Linked DNA regions of Sus scrofa: region 2 is linked to region 1. Evidence: chromatin contacts called from public promoter capture Hi-C data. All regions are on one chromosome and are shown on one strand. The core of a region is the stretch at or near the end of the contact, and the rest is flanking DNA. Distances in the headings are between cores, read along the strand shown. Region 1 holds the start of RASA2 (ras GTPase-activating protein 2). Region 2 has its middle 27 kb from the start of PCOLCE2.

The links. Promoter capture Hi-C pulls out the DNA fragments that hold promoters and counts their contacts.
Region 2: a promoter capture Hi-C map of fetal liver shows a contact between it and region 1, with 17 times the contacts expected there. The contact joins the enhancer-like site here to the promoter of RASA2 in region 1. A contact is called at or near these places in 5 of 5 promoter capture datasets (fetal liver, fetal skeletal muscle, liver and 1 more) and 13 of 47 Hi-C or Micro-C datasets (alveolar macrophages, blood, differentiating spermatogonia and 9 more).

What each region holds. Positions count from the first base shown.
Region 1 is chr13:82,227,036-82,233,443 of Sscrofa11.1, forward strand. RASA2 (ras GTPase-activating protein 2) reads left to right here and starts at 3,103. Exons shown (of 24, transcript XM_021069545.1): 1 at 3,103-3,285. The coding sequence starts at 3,153.
Region 2 is chr13:83,616,650-83,623,057 of Sscrofa11.1, forward strand. No RefSeq gene overlaps it. Among named protein-coding and RNA genes, the nearest start is that of PCOLCE2, 27 kb to the left of the region's middle. Within about 2 kb of position 3,317, at least 2 of the 83 cell types and tissues checked have an H3K27ac peak or open chromatin away from gene starts, as enhancers often do. A contact at or near this core is called in fetal liver, where this site is marked.

The sequences.
Region 1 (6,408 bases), core at 1,853-4,352:
ACTCCACATGGAATTGTTTCATACAATTTACTGATAGAGTTATAGATTTGGAGTTAAGCTAGTAAAAAGAAAGGAAATTAGGAGAATCTGGATATTAAGAGAATCAGATATTTTGAAGGGAAGAACAAATCTTTAAAAGCTTTTAATTTGAAATTATAGGATGTTGGAGTTCTCATTGTGGTTCAGCAGATTAAAAACCAGATTAGTATCCATGTGAATGCAGGTTCCACCTCTGGCCTCTCTCAGTGGGTTAAGCATCCGGTGTTGCCATGAGCTGTGGTGTAGGTCGCAGGTGAGACTCAGATCCCACATTGCTGTGGCTGTGGCTAGGCTGGTAGCTACAACTCCGATTCAACCCTTAGCCTGGGAACTTCCATATATTGTAGGTGCATATAAACAAACAAACAAAATTATAGGGTGCTGTTAAGTTTTCCTATTACCATTTTAACCATTTGGACAGGTATGAAAATGGATAATAAGTACAAATCAGAATTTCCAAAACAGGAAAATTTCAAGTCTGCGAACTGGAGGAAGTAAGAGAGCTAACATGATTCAAATCATTCATTTAACAGCTATTTATTGGGAGAGTTAAAAAAATGAATCTAGAAGAAGAGATAAACAAGTACACAGGTGCATGACAGCAGGTAGAAAATGATCAATGCCACAAACAGGTACAAATCAGAAACTGTGAAAGAAAGAGAGACATGGGAGTTCCCATTGTGGCTCAGTGGTAACGAACCTGACTAGTATCCTTGAGGATGCGGGTTCGATCCCTGGCCCCACTCAGTAGGTTAGGGATCCAGCGCTGTCATGAGCTGTGGTGCAGGTCGCAGACATGGCTCAGATCCCCCGTTGCTGTGCCTGTGTTGTAGGCTGGTAACTGCAGCTTCAATTTGACCCCTAGCATGGGAACTGCCATATGCCAAAGGTGTGGCCCTAAAAAGACAAAAAAGAAAGAAAGAAAGAAATGTAAGGGATGGGGCAGCATTTGGCGAGGCAGGAAGCCCTCCAAGTGGCTCAGTGTAGCCAGAGATAAGAGAAGTTAGGTAGGCCGGGTCCAGGACCAACCCTGAAAACTTGCCCTAGGAATCTGAACTTTTAGTCATTCTAGTATTCTTCATGACCTGTAGTATAGCTGGCTTGCTGGCTGAAGGGATAAATGAAGCCAGTGATGCTTTCTTGAGCAAAGTGACAAACTCCAATTTTTCTTTAAAAAGATTAATTTAAGTGGTGTGCAGGAGGAATGAGAGGGATGGGAGACCTGTGACAAGAGTTCCAGTCAAGAGCAGGAGGTGACGTTTACTGAATTAATTCTGCTAACTGCCCAGCATTCCTCTATTTGCTAACTGCCCAGCATTCCTCCACATACATGCTCAATAATCACCCTCTAAAGAAGGAAGAGTAAGTATACAACATTCCTATTTTACTGTTAAAAAACAGGTTCAGAAAGATTAACTTGCCCAAATGTTGCATGTAAAAAGGATAGAATTAGGCTTCAACCCAGCTTTGTCTCTTTCTTTTTGAAAATAAAACTCACAAAAAAAACCCCACTATAACATGTTGATAGGGAATGAATGGAAAGGAAGGAAGAGAGAAAAGATATTTTAGCAGAGTCAGAAGGATGTGGCAATTGAAAACTGTATGGGGACAAGGGATTCAAAAAAGAGTCAGTCTCTAGCTCAGATAACAGAATATGGCTATGAATTCAGATTTGGAAAGGAAGATAGGGAATTAAGTTTTGGATTTATTGTTTGAAATGACAGCAAAACATTCATATAAGAGGAGGTATGTTCACTTGCTCCAACGTGTGTAAAATCACTGGCAACACAAGCAGAATTGGAAGTGTCACTCCCCGGCCACAGACATATACCAAGGCCATTCTCTCTGGCTGTCCAGCCTTTGGACAAGTGGCTTCTGTTCCTTGGCACATTTCTGCCTCTCCCCTGTTGTCTTCAGTTCATCTCTACATTTCCCAGGAAGTTCTTTCCTGACTTCCCAGTTTTAATCACCTTATTCTTTTCTCCTGGTCCCTATGTCTTTTTCTGTGTTTCCCTGAATTCTGAGCTGCTGGAGAGCTGGGGCTATCTTCACCTTGACATTGTGCAGTCTCTGACACTATCTATTGTTAAGTCTGACCCTCATAAAATATTTGTTGTCAGATTGAGTCCTACTGTTGCCCTAGAAAACGACTACCCTGCCCTATTAAGTCACAGTTTCTTCCTTCTTAAGGCAGTGTAGTTAACCTCAAGACTAGGAAATCATCTTCCTCCTCACATACCAGGGTATTATTCATGCAGTTTACTCACTGCAAAAAGTTCCCTTGAAGTAAAGCTAACAGCTAGTCAAAGATTTATGAATTTCCTAGTGTCAATCAACTTTTATCAAGCTCGTTTAGGGCTGCGGGGGGCGGGGCGGGGCGGGGCGGGGGGGGGAATGGAGTCTGACCTTTCTTTGCTCTCAGTTTCCAAAACACACAAGTGGTGGGAAAGGCTTCAAAGTTTCTCTGTGGGAGGGTCTCAGGCGCTGTACTCAAGTTGTGATTGGGAGTATGGACTTGTTTTTGAATTACCTTTTGCAAAACAGTGTTCTTACTTAAAAGTAAGAATTTGTGTGTGGGGGGGGCGTGTGGCTTGAGGGGGGAGTCTCTAAGGCGCCTCTTAGCTCCTTTTGAATAAGGTAGTTTTGAGGTCCACGCAACTGTCAAATTCCATTCTATTTTCTTCCCACTTGGAGTTCCCTTGAGTGTTAGATGTGGAAATCTGCTAGTGGTGGGGGTGTGGCGCGGAAAGGCTAATTCCCAGGGGGATTTGGAGAACCTCGAAAGGGCAGGGTTTTCCCTCAGTGGAATTTTGAGGCTGCTCAGAGTCCCGACTTGGAGTCGCACTTGTGCTAGAACCTTTTATGGGGCCGAGAAGAGGAATGTCTAGAGATGAGTTCGAGCAGAGCTGCCGGGGTTCGGTGGAGTGGGGACGGCGACCACTAGGCTCGGGTGGGGCGGGGGCGGGGCGGCGGTGGGGCGGGGCGGGGCGAACCAGGCAGAGGCCCGGGGGGGCGGGGCCAGGCGCGCGGCTCGCCTTGGCGGAGGCCGCGACTGGGCTCCGCCTCGCCCGGCTACGCAGGCGGCGGGGCTGCGGCACAGGCCGGGCGGCACCATGGCGGCGGCGGCGCCTGCTGCTGCTGCGGCTTCTTCCGAGGCGCCGGCGGCGACTGCGACGGCAGAGCCAGAGGCCGGGGACGAGGACAGTCGCGAGGTCCGAGTGCTGCAGAGCCTGCGGGGCAAGATCTGTAAGCGCGGCCGGACTGAGGGAACCCACCCGGCGGCGGCGGCGGCGGCGGGACTGAGTGGGCGGCGGGCGCGCGGGGGTGGCGGCGCCGAGCCGCGCTGGGATCACTGGGCGGAGAGGGGCCCGGGCGGGGGCCGGGGCTGGGCAGGGCGCGCGGGGAGGGCCGGCACAGGGAGGCTGGAAGGGGGGTGTGTGTTGGGGGAGGCGTCGCCCGGACGGGGCGGTGTGGGCTGGGGCTACCCCTCTCGTGAGGGAGTGGAAAGCCGGGGATTTGCCGGGGTGGGGGTAGGCTCTCGGGCAGCGCTGGCGCCAGGGGCTCGCCTTTGGGGCGCGGCCTGGGCGCGGGGACGCCCCGACGCGGGGTGCGGCCGGGGGCGCGGGCTGGGGGCGTGAGGCGCTTCCGGCCGCCCTCCGACGCAGGCCTCCGGGTGGCTGCGGGCGTCGGGAGCGGCCGGTTGGTGGGAGCCGGGCGGTAATTACCAGGAGGCGCGGCCGGAGGAGGAGGGCGGGGAGTGGGGTGGCCCGAGGGGAGGGGGCTGCATGTTTTCTGGGCTCCAGAGCCGGGGCGACATTGGAAACGGCGCCCAGAGTGGAGGAAAAGGGCTACCCTGGGACTCGAGTGGCCTCAGCAAGGGTGCTCGCGAGTGAGCGCGATGGGAGGGGCTGGGGCCGGACACCTGTACTCGCCCCACCTCGCTGCGGCGGGGACTTGAATCGAGAGACAGCGTGACTGACGGGGACTTCAGGCAGGATGTAGTGGCTTCCTGTGAGCAGGTCTCAAAACACAGTCATCCAGCCCGCACTTAACCCACTTAATTCCTTTCTTTCTCATGCATGTGATTGTTACTTTTGTGAGTGACCAGCCTAGTTGCCTTCGAATTTTTGCTCAGAGGCCCTGAGCATTACTATAGACCATTTGAGTTCAGTCATTTGGACATTTATTTTTTTAAATGATCCTTTGGCGTCAGATGGCTTTTTTTTTTTTTTTTTTTCCCAGTCGTTTATTCAGAGGAAACACTTTTTTTCCCCTTTATGTTGTTTGTAAAATATATCGATAGAACTTATTTTCGCGTTTGTGGAAAATTAGCTTTGCTTTCTTGATTCAGTATCCTCAGATTAGAAACATGTTTCATGTAAATAACCCTTAGTTATGAGGAGTACTTTTTACTCTGTATGATGAAAATCGAATTGCATTAAAATGGTTAACAATGCTCTTTCTTGTGCAGGATGTAAAAATTTCCTCTTCCCGAATAGTGGTATTATTAATTGAGCTTGGATTTTCCCACTTTCCTCTTTCAAGTTACTCCTCCTTTCAAGTATTTCAGATTTTATTAAACCTCAGAAGCAGACTGTTAAATTCTCTCACCTTTTTATTCCCAGAAATAGTCCTGGGGTTCTTAAGAGAGGTACAGTTCTTAAAACCTGGAAAAATGACACCTGAGAAGAAGATCTTGTCTATATTAAAGTTCCCAACACAACCTTCTAGGGTATAAAATCTTTTCAGTATTCAAATTAAGTCTTATGCTTAATATTTGCATATATCTAATTTAATATTTGGGAAAACTATACATGAATGGGCCAAAGCACCCTCCCAATCTAATTTTCCAACTTTTTACTACTTTATTTGTTAGTCACCACTTAATGCTAGGCAGTTTCCATTGGAGCCTCACTGATTTACATAGCTGCAGGTTATGCTGTGGAACTAGATATATACATATCTTGGAGTTGAGATTTAGGGTTGGGTTCTTTCCAGAAGGACTTAGCTATCCTGCACTTTAACCTACTCCACAGCAAAGATAGCACAGTAAGTGATATCACTGAGTGAAACTTGGGCCTACAAATAAAAAAACAGAGCTTTGTTTCTGTGGCTTAGAGCAACCTCACTGCCCAGACTTGGAGATTGAACATCCAGTTGCTGGGAATGATACTACCTCTTTAATCATAGAGTGGAAGTATTGTATCTGTTGTCTCAGTTTCTTGCTTTTTGAATTGCTCAGCTTATAGCTCAAGTCATGGAGTGTCTGTTTAATTAAAAAAAAAAAAAAAACGATAGAATACTTATATAGGAAGCTTCTCCCCACCTCCCTCTCCATTTCTGCATCCTCCTTTTAACGGGTGTAATCTAGAGTTGGTTGACCTTCAGAACGCTGTGAAGAGATGCTGTTTTCTGTTTCCCTGAAACTGACATGTGGGTTTTGCAGGTTGGGGGCTGGGGGGCTGGAAGAGTCATTATTAGCAGGTGCTAAAGTCACAGAAATGGGATGATAGCGGTTCTGACCACGCAGCTATTAAGAACCTTGGGGACAGGGGTAACCATGTCAGTTTTCCTTTTCACCAAGCTGGGAGACCTCAGAGGAAGGTCTGAGGTGCCCACTACCCCGGAGATGTGCTGGCAGATTCCAAACTTGATTGAGACCCTCTGACTTGGAGAATTAGAGGTCCATAGGGTTGAAAGTTAAGCTGAAAGGAAACATCCTTTTCCTGGACTTGAGTAGAACCCTCCAACTCCAAATCATATCAGCAGAAAGTAAGGAAGGATTGATTTATATCTCTAAAGTTCTAGAATAGTCATCCACAACCTTCTGTAGGCATTTTGTTTTAATATCTTTATTAATTTTCCCATATATTTCACAAGGTGAAATGACATTGAAAACCATTTTGTGGTCACTTTTAAATAATCAGCTGACATTAGCAAATCCGGTGTTGCTATAATATTTGAGTTTATATGCTGATCCCCAATTCCTTGAAGTCATATTAGTATGGTAGGAAACCATGGTAGCTCCAGATAATAATATTCAAGGGCAGCTCGGGTTGTTGATGTTCTAGAATTGTCATATGAACCTTTGATATAGGAAAGTAAGGTTGCATTCCAGACTCCATCCTTTGTTCTGAACAGTGCCTGAGTGGTGAGTATGCTAGTCCTCCTGAAGCACTTTGGCATTGGCCTCCCTCCCCCTAAAACACCCATGTGAAAGATGGGGATTGGAGCTTTCTCCTTCATAATTTCAGGGTTCATGCTACTATTTTATGATGTCCTCTTTTTTGGTTACTGCTTTTTGTTAAGTTTGTACTTCTCCAGTTAAATCAGGTTGTAAAAATGATGCTTAAAGAGCCCACACCACCT
Region 2 (6,408 bases), core at 2,067-4,566, 1.4 Mb after region 1:
GACAGAATCCCCTGACTTTTCTACCAGTCTGAAGGGGCTTTCTAAAGTAACATATTTTACAAACTTTTGTATGGCTGTTACTGAAAGCAACATTAAAGCTTTTCCTAAAAAAATTTTTTTTTTCACTCTTTAAGGCAGCAAGGACAGCAGAGAGAAGATAGCAATGTCAACATGCTGTCCTGGATAAGATCACAAGCTCCAAGGCCCAAGAAATCTGAATTTGGAGTTTGGCTTCAACCAAGCTGTGTGACCTTCAGGCAGGTTACTTAACCTTTTTGAGCCTTAATGTCGTCACCTATAAAGTAGGGTGATGATAGTAGCCATCTCATAAGATTGATACATAAAAGAGTTTATATGCCTGGTACATCGTGTGTCCAGGGAGTTACTATTTAATGAAAATGCAGGAGCCCAGAACAGGATCGGAGTGAGCATACAGAGCACCAACTGTGTATGGTAAAGAAACGCTTCCATGAAATTCATTGAAACTTTTACTCATTCATGTTTATTGAACTCTTACTGCATTAAAAGAGCTTATAAAGTGCTATGTAAGCTACAACCCATGCTTTCAAGGAATTTGCAATCAAGTACAGGCATGAGGGAAATAGCCAAATACCTTAGGAACAGGAGACAGGAAGGGTCAGGAGAGTGGGACAAGCAGTGAGCCCTGGAAAGGCTCAGGATGGAGGTCACAGGGGTTTCCAAGAGCCAGAGGTGGGCTGGGGTGGTGAGGGTTGCACCAGAGGTCTGTGACAGGGACATTTCAAGGGAGGAAACAATATAAACCAAGAAAAGGAGGTGGTGTGCTGTGCAATTTATTTGCGGAACTAACTTGTTTGGCCGAAGCCCAGGGTGACAATGGGAGAATAATAGGAAATAAGCTGGTTGGAGCCAAACTTTGGAGAACCCTGAGTTGTAAATAGATTAGGGAGTTTTGTTTGTTTATCGGGGTGGTTGGTCGGTTTTGTTTGGTTGGTTGCTAGCTTTTCCCCTTCAGCCAGGCCTCCCCGCTCTCTTCTCTCTTTCAGTCATATTTCTTGAAAGTCTTGCCTAAATACTTTGAAATTCAGAGGTTTCTGAACTGCTGCAGCCTGGCATTCTGCTTGGAGCTGCCTTATTGAGGGCACCAGCAACATTCCTGATGCCCCTCTGCAGGTCACATCACGTTGACACACTGACCTTTCCTCCTGCACTGTCTTTGCTCGGTTTCCACAGCCCAGAGCCTCCTTGGATTTCCTCCAACACCGTGAGTGGCTGCTCTTTTCTCAGCTCCTGAGGAGGCTCATCTTCCTGTGCCCATCCTGAACCATCAGGACCCTTGGGGATCTATCTGACCACGTACCAGCTCCTCTCTCCCATCTCTTCCTGAGGGATTGCACTTCTCCTCTTCAGTTCCACCTACCTTAACCGCTTCCATGCTGAGGATACCTAGAGCCCCACCTGCTTCTGAGTGACATTTGTATTTACTTTATAGGCAATTTACTTGGATGTTCCTCAGCCGTCTTAATCCCAATGTGCCCAGTTGAACTCATCAGCTTCCCCCATCCTGTGATCTCTGTCTTAATAAATGGTGCCACGATCCATGCATTGCTGAAGCCAGAAGTCCGGGGTCATCTGACCCTCTTTCTTCTCATTTGCTTCCCACACCCAGCCGCAAAGGCTTATTGCTTTTACCTGTGCCTGTTCCTTGAACCCATCTGACTTTCTTCATCCCCCTTGCCGTTCTCTTATATTCTCTGTTAGTCCTAAATGGTCTTCTTTTTCCTTCCATTCTTCACATTGCAATCAGATTGGGGTTTTTTATCGAAATGCAAATATTGTCCCCTTAATGGTACCCATTTCTCTTAGGGATGAGTTGCAGACTCATCACAGCTTATAGGCCCTATAGGATCTGTAGATTTGACCCTGAAATGGCAAATGGGTTTTACTCTAAGAAGGTTTAATGGTCCCCATTGGCCACAGGATGCAGGCCAAATGTAGGGAGTTCATCAGATCTTTAATTCCTGGCTCCTATCTGCCTCTTGGGCTATATCTGGACTTTTACCCATGTGCACACTGCTCTCCAGTCATCTTGAATCACTTCCAGGTCCTGGGATGTGCCACCATCGCCTCTGTGCCCAGTCATGCACCTGCTGCTTCATCTGCGTGGAGAGTTTGTCTTCTTTTCTGTACTTGGCACATCCTGTTTATTTTGCAAATGATTTTCCTTGGTCTCTTCCTCCAGGGGGCCTTTCCAGGTTATCAAGTCTAGACTAATGGCCTTTACTAAAGGCTCCAATTTTTGTTCAGTCTTTTTTGTTTCCTATAACATCTATGCTTCTGTACTAGCCAAATCCCTTGCCAGATTCCTCTTTTGGACTGTAAGCTTGGTGTGGAAAGGACCATGGCCAGCTTATTCATCGCCATATTCCCAGTACCATTCACCAGTGCATGGCACATAGTAGGTATTAAACAAATATGTGTGAGGTGAATGAATGCATGTATTTAACAGAAATCATTACTATAATAAAAAGATTAGAAACAGCAGCTAGTAAATATTGTAATTACGGAATTCCCTTGTGGCTCAGCTGGTTAAGGATCTGGCGTTGTCACTGCCATAGCTCTGGTTACTGCAGTGGCACATGTTTGATCCCTTGCCTGGGAACTTCCACATGCTGCCTGTATAGCCAAAAAAAATATTGTCATTCGTTCATTCATTCAATCTCAGTCTACCAAGGATTTATATGCCAGGCACTGGGTTAAGAAAGTGGTACTAAAAAAGCTACAGGAATAAGAAAATATGTTTATAATGCAATATACTGTAGAATAAATAAATAAACAAAACCAGAATACCAAACTGGGTGTACACTATGATTACAACCCTATAAAATATGGAGGCAGCATCCTGGTATTGTGCAGTGGTTTTTAAGGTTTTCTATTTTTAGTTAAATGCTTTTTTTTTTTCCTTCTCCAAATGAAATCTGAGAAGCCTAAAATATGAAACAAAACAAAAAACCAGAAATATTCTGCTTGATATAGGGGTGGAAGCCAGTGCCTGCCCATGCTTTTTCCTCCGTTCTCCTTTCTGCCCCCACACCCCTACCCCACCCCCACCCCTACCCCCACCCCGAGCTGGAAGGCAGTCCCTGTGGCATGCTCAGAGAGGATTATTTGAAAATCCCCAGAATAGACTTCTGGTGGTTAAACATTTCCATTTAAAAACATACACTTTTCTTTGATCCCTTCCAAAATTCCGCGAAAATGACAGCCCCACATCCACAAGGACAGAGTAAAGGGGTGAAGAGTCAATGTCAACCCTGTGGGGAACAGGGACAAGGACTAGATGAATGATGACTAACCCAGTGGGGCTAGGAAAACAGAAACCTGCATGTCTGCAGATGGGAAGCTATTAAGAAGGAAGCCAGATCAGTACAACATCCCAGAAGGGCCCTGGGACTAGGGGGCACAGATTCTTCTGAAAGAGAGAGCAGGAGGCAGGGCTGCAAATAGGAGGTTTATGGAAAGTCTTTTGAGGGAGCCATCAGATCCCCAAGTTCCCTCACTCAGCAGCCAGATGACTCCCTTTCTCCCACCCCAGCAGAAGCCAGGTTTACTCTTTGAGGTAAGTGACCCCCAGGAGGTTCCAGACTCAGGAAAACTGCGTCTCAGGTGTTAAGACTTCAATATGAATTTTGCGGCTTGAGGGGAACGCAAATTAACCCATAACAGCAAAAACAGACAGCAAGTAAATAGCATTTTCTTCTTTCTTTCTCTCCTCCCTCCCTCTTCCTTCCTTCCTTTTCTCTTCCTTCCTTTCTTTTCCTCCTTCCTTCCTTCCTTCCTTTTTCTTTCTCTTTCCTTTCATCCATCCTTCCTTCCTTCCTTCCTTTCTTTCTTTCTTGTTTCTGCCACTTAGACCCAAAGAGGTCTGCTTTAGTTCCCTCAGCTCTATGTCCTGCCTGGTGAACGTTATACTCCTCTTTAACTGTTCCTTAAATCTGCACTGGCATTCACCTTTCCTATATTTATGTTCCTTAAAACAAGAAGTGGATCATAGTTTTCACAGCATATAGTGCCAGATGATCAGATTAGTAGAGATCTGCTTATTCACTCCGTGATCTTGGTGAAATTCTCTGTGCCTCAATTGCCGCATCTGTAAAATGGGGCTGATGATAATAGCAGGGTGTTGTGAAGATCGGTGTATTAATGGATGTAAAGTATTTAGAGCAGAGACTGGAACATGGTGTATGTTATGTAAGTGTGTCTATTATTTATTCATTCAGTAGTGTATAAAGGGAATAACTACATGTCATATACATGGTAGATGCTCAATAAATATTTTTAAATTTTACATTGTAAATGTATATGCTATAAACAAGTTGTTCTTAAGGATATCTTCAAGTCTTTATTAATCAGTATCTTGTTATTTGCCCACGTAGGGATATCTTTTAAATTTCTTTTTCACTGAGTCAATGGTCACCATAAACAGCTGTAAGTCTGGAGCACCTTGCTTAAATACTTTAAGAAAGTTGATACAATAAACAAGTAAAGAGCCATTTCCCCGTACTTTATTTATTTATTTTTTTTATTTTCCCACTGTACAGCAAGGGGGTCAGGTTATCCTTACATGTATACATTCCCCGTACTTTAGAAGCTTGGTCATATAGGGGAAGTAAAAGGGTAAAAGTGAGGGCTGCTGACTCCTGGTCCTGGCTCTCCTCATACACTGTGAGACTGAACAGAAGTCTTATGTTCTCTGGACTCTGGCATCTTTATTTACAAACTGAGGCTGGATTGTGTAATCTTTAGGGCCTTTAATATTCTATATTATTTATCTGTGAAAGAACATCTTATCTGAGCTGCTCAGATCCTTTACTTTTTATTTATTTATTTTTTGGTCTTTTTGCCATTTCTTGGGCTGCTCCCACGGCATATGGAGGTTCCCAGGCTAGGGGTCGAATCGGAGCTGTAGCCGCCGGCCTCCGCCAGAGCCACAGCAACACTGGATCCGAGCCGCATCTGCAACCTTCCCCACAGCTCATGGCAACACTGGATCCTTAACCCACTGAGCAAGGGCAGGGTCGAACCCGCAACTTCATGGTTCCTAGTCGGATTCGTTAACAACTGCATCACGACGGGAACTCCTCAGATCCTTTAAACGTGACATTCTCCCTCTTTTACTACTCTTTTAGGCTTTTTAATTTTTTTTTTCTTTTTTCTTTTTTGGTCATGGCAATCAGGGGCTTGATGCAGCATCTCATTTCTCAGACCAGGAAAATGCAGGATCTCATTTCCCAGACTAAGTGAAAGTGCTGAGTCCTAACCACTAGACCACCAGGGAACTCCCTCCTGTTCTAATTTGAATATAATCTTTAGTAATACTGACACATAGTTGTATTTCCAGGCATCAGTTATATAAATGACCAATAAATTATTAAATTTTGGCAAATATTATCAGAAGAGTGTCTTTTATTTATGTATTTATCTTCATTTTTTTATTTTTTGTCTTTTGTCCTTTTTTAGGGCCACACCAGCAGCATATGGAGGTTCCCAGGCTAGGGGTCCAATAGGAGCTGTTGCAGCCAGCCTGCACCAGAGCCACAGCAACACTAGATCCTAGCCGCACCTGCAACCTACACCACAGCTCACCATAATGCCAGATCCTTAACCCACTGAGCAAAGCCAGGGATCAAACCTGCAACCTCATGGTTCCTAGTCGGATTCGTTTCTGTTGCGCCACAACAGGAATTCCCAAGAGTGTCTTTTAATAAGTTGAGCATTTTATTTTCTAGTGAGTAGCCCTCCCTCCAAAAGAAATCAATAAGAGGGTAAGAAGAGATTTTTTAGAATGCTATTTTTTTTTTTTGAGTTCTAACTCCTTGGCCATTTTTCAGTTCATCAGAATAGTGTTTTGAGTCTTGACCTTGTAGTCAGTTGGTTAATCAGTCTGCGACCATGGGGTCTCTGGCACTGCTGGCAGGTAAGAGAAGGGGGGATGCGAAGGAAGCAAGATACATGACGTCTGCCTTTAATGGGGTCCCGTCTTATGCTGAGAACTGAGGATGCTTGGACAGACACGCAGAAACAGGAACACATGCACACACCCATACATGCCAAGTGATGCCGCACTCTTTTATTTAACAAAAATGTGGTGCTCCCTGTTCTGTTCTTGGGGAGCAGTGCTGACAAGACAAAGTTCTAGTCCTCATGGAGCTGTCATTTCAGTTAACTATCCATCTCTGAATAAAAGAAGAAGATGAAGGTAAAGTGAGGGTTAATGTCCCACCATCAGCTTTGTGGGCAGATTCACACCCGAGCAGCAGGGGGCAGTCTGCTCAGCTGGGGCAGCTCTGTGGCTCCACACCATAGTCTTATTGTGCGGGGAAGCAACAGTGTGCCCTGCGTATCTGACACACAGGGTAGATCATTATT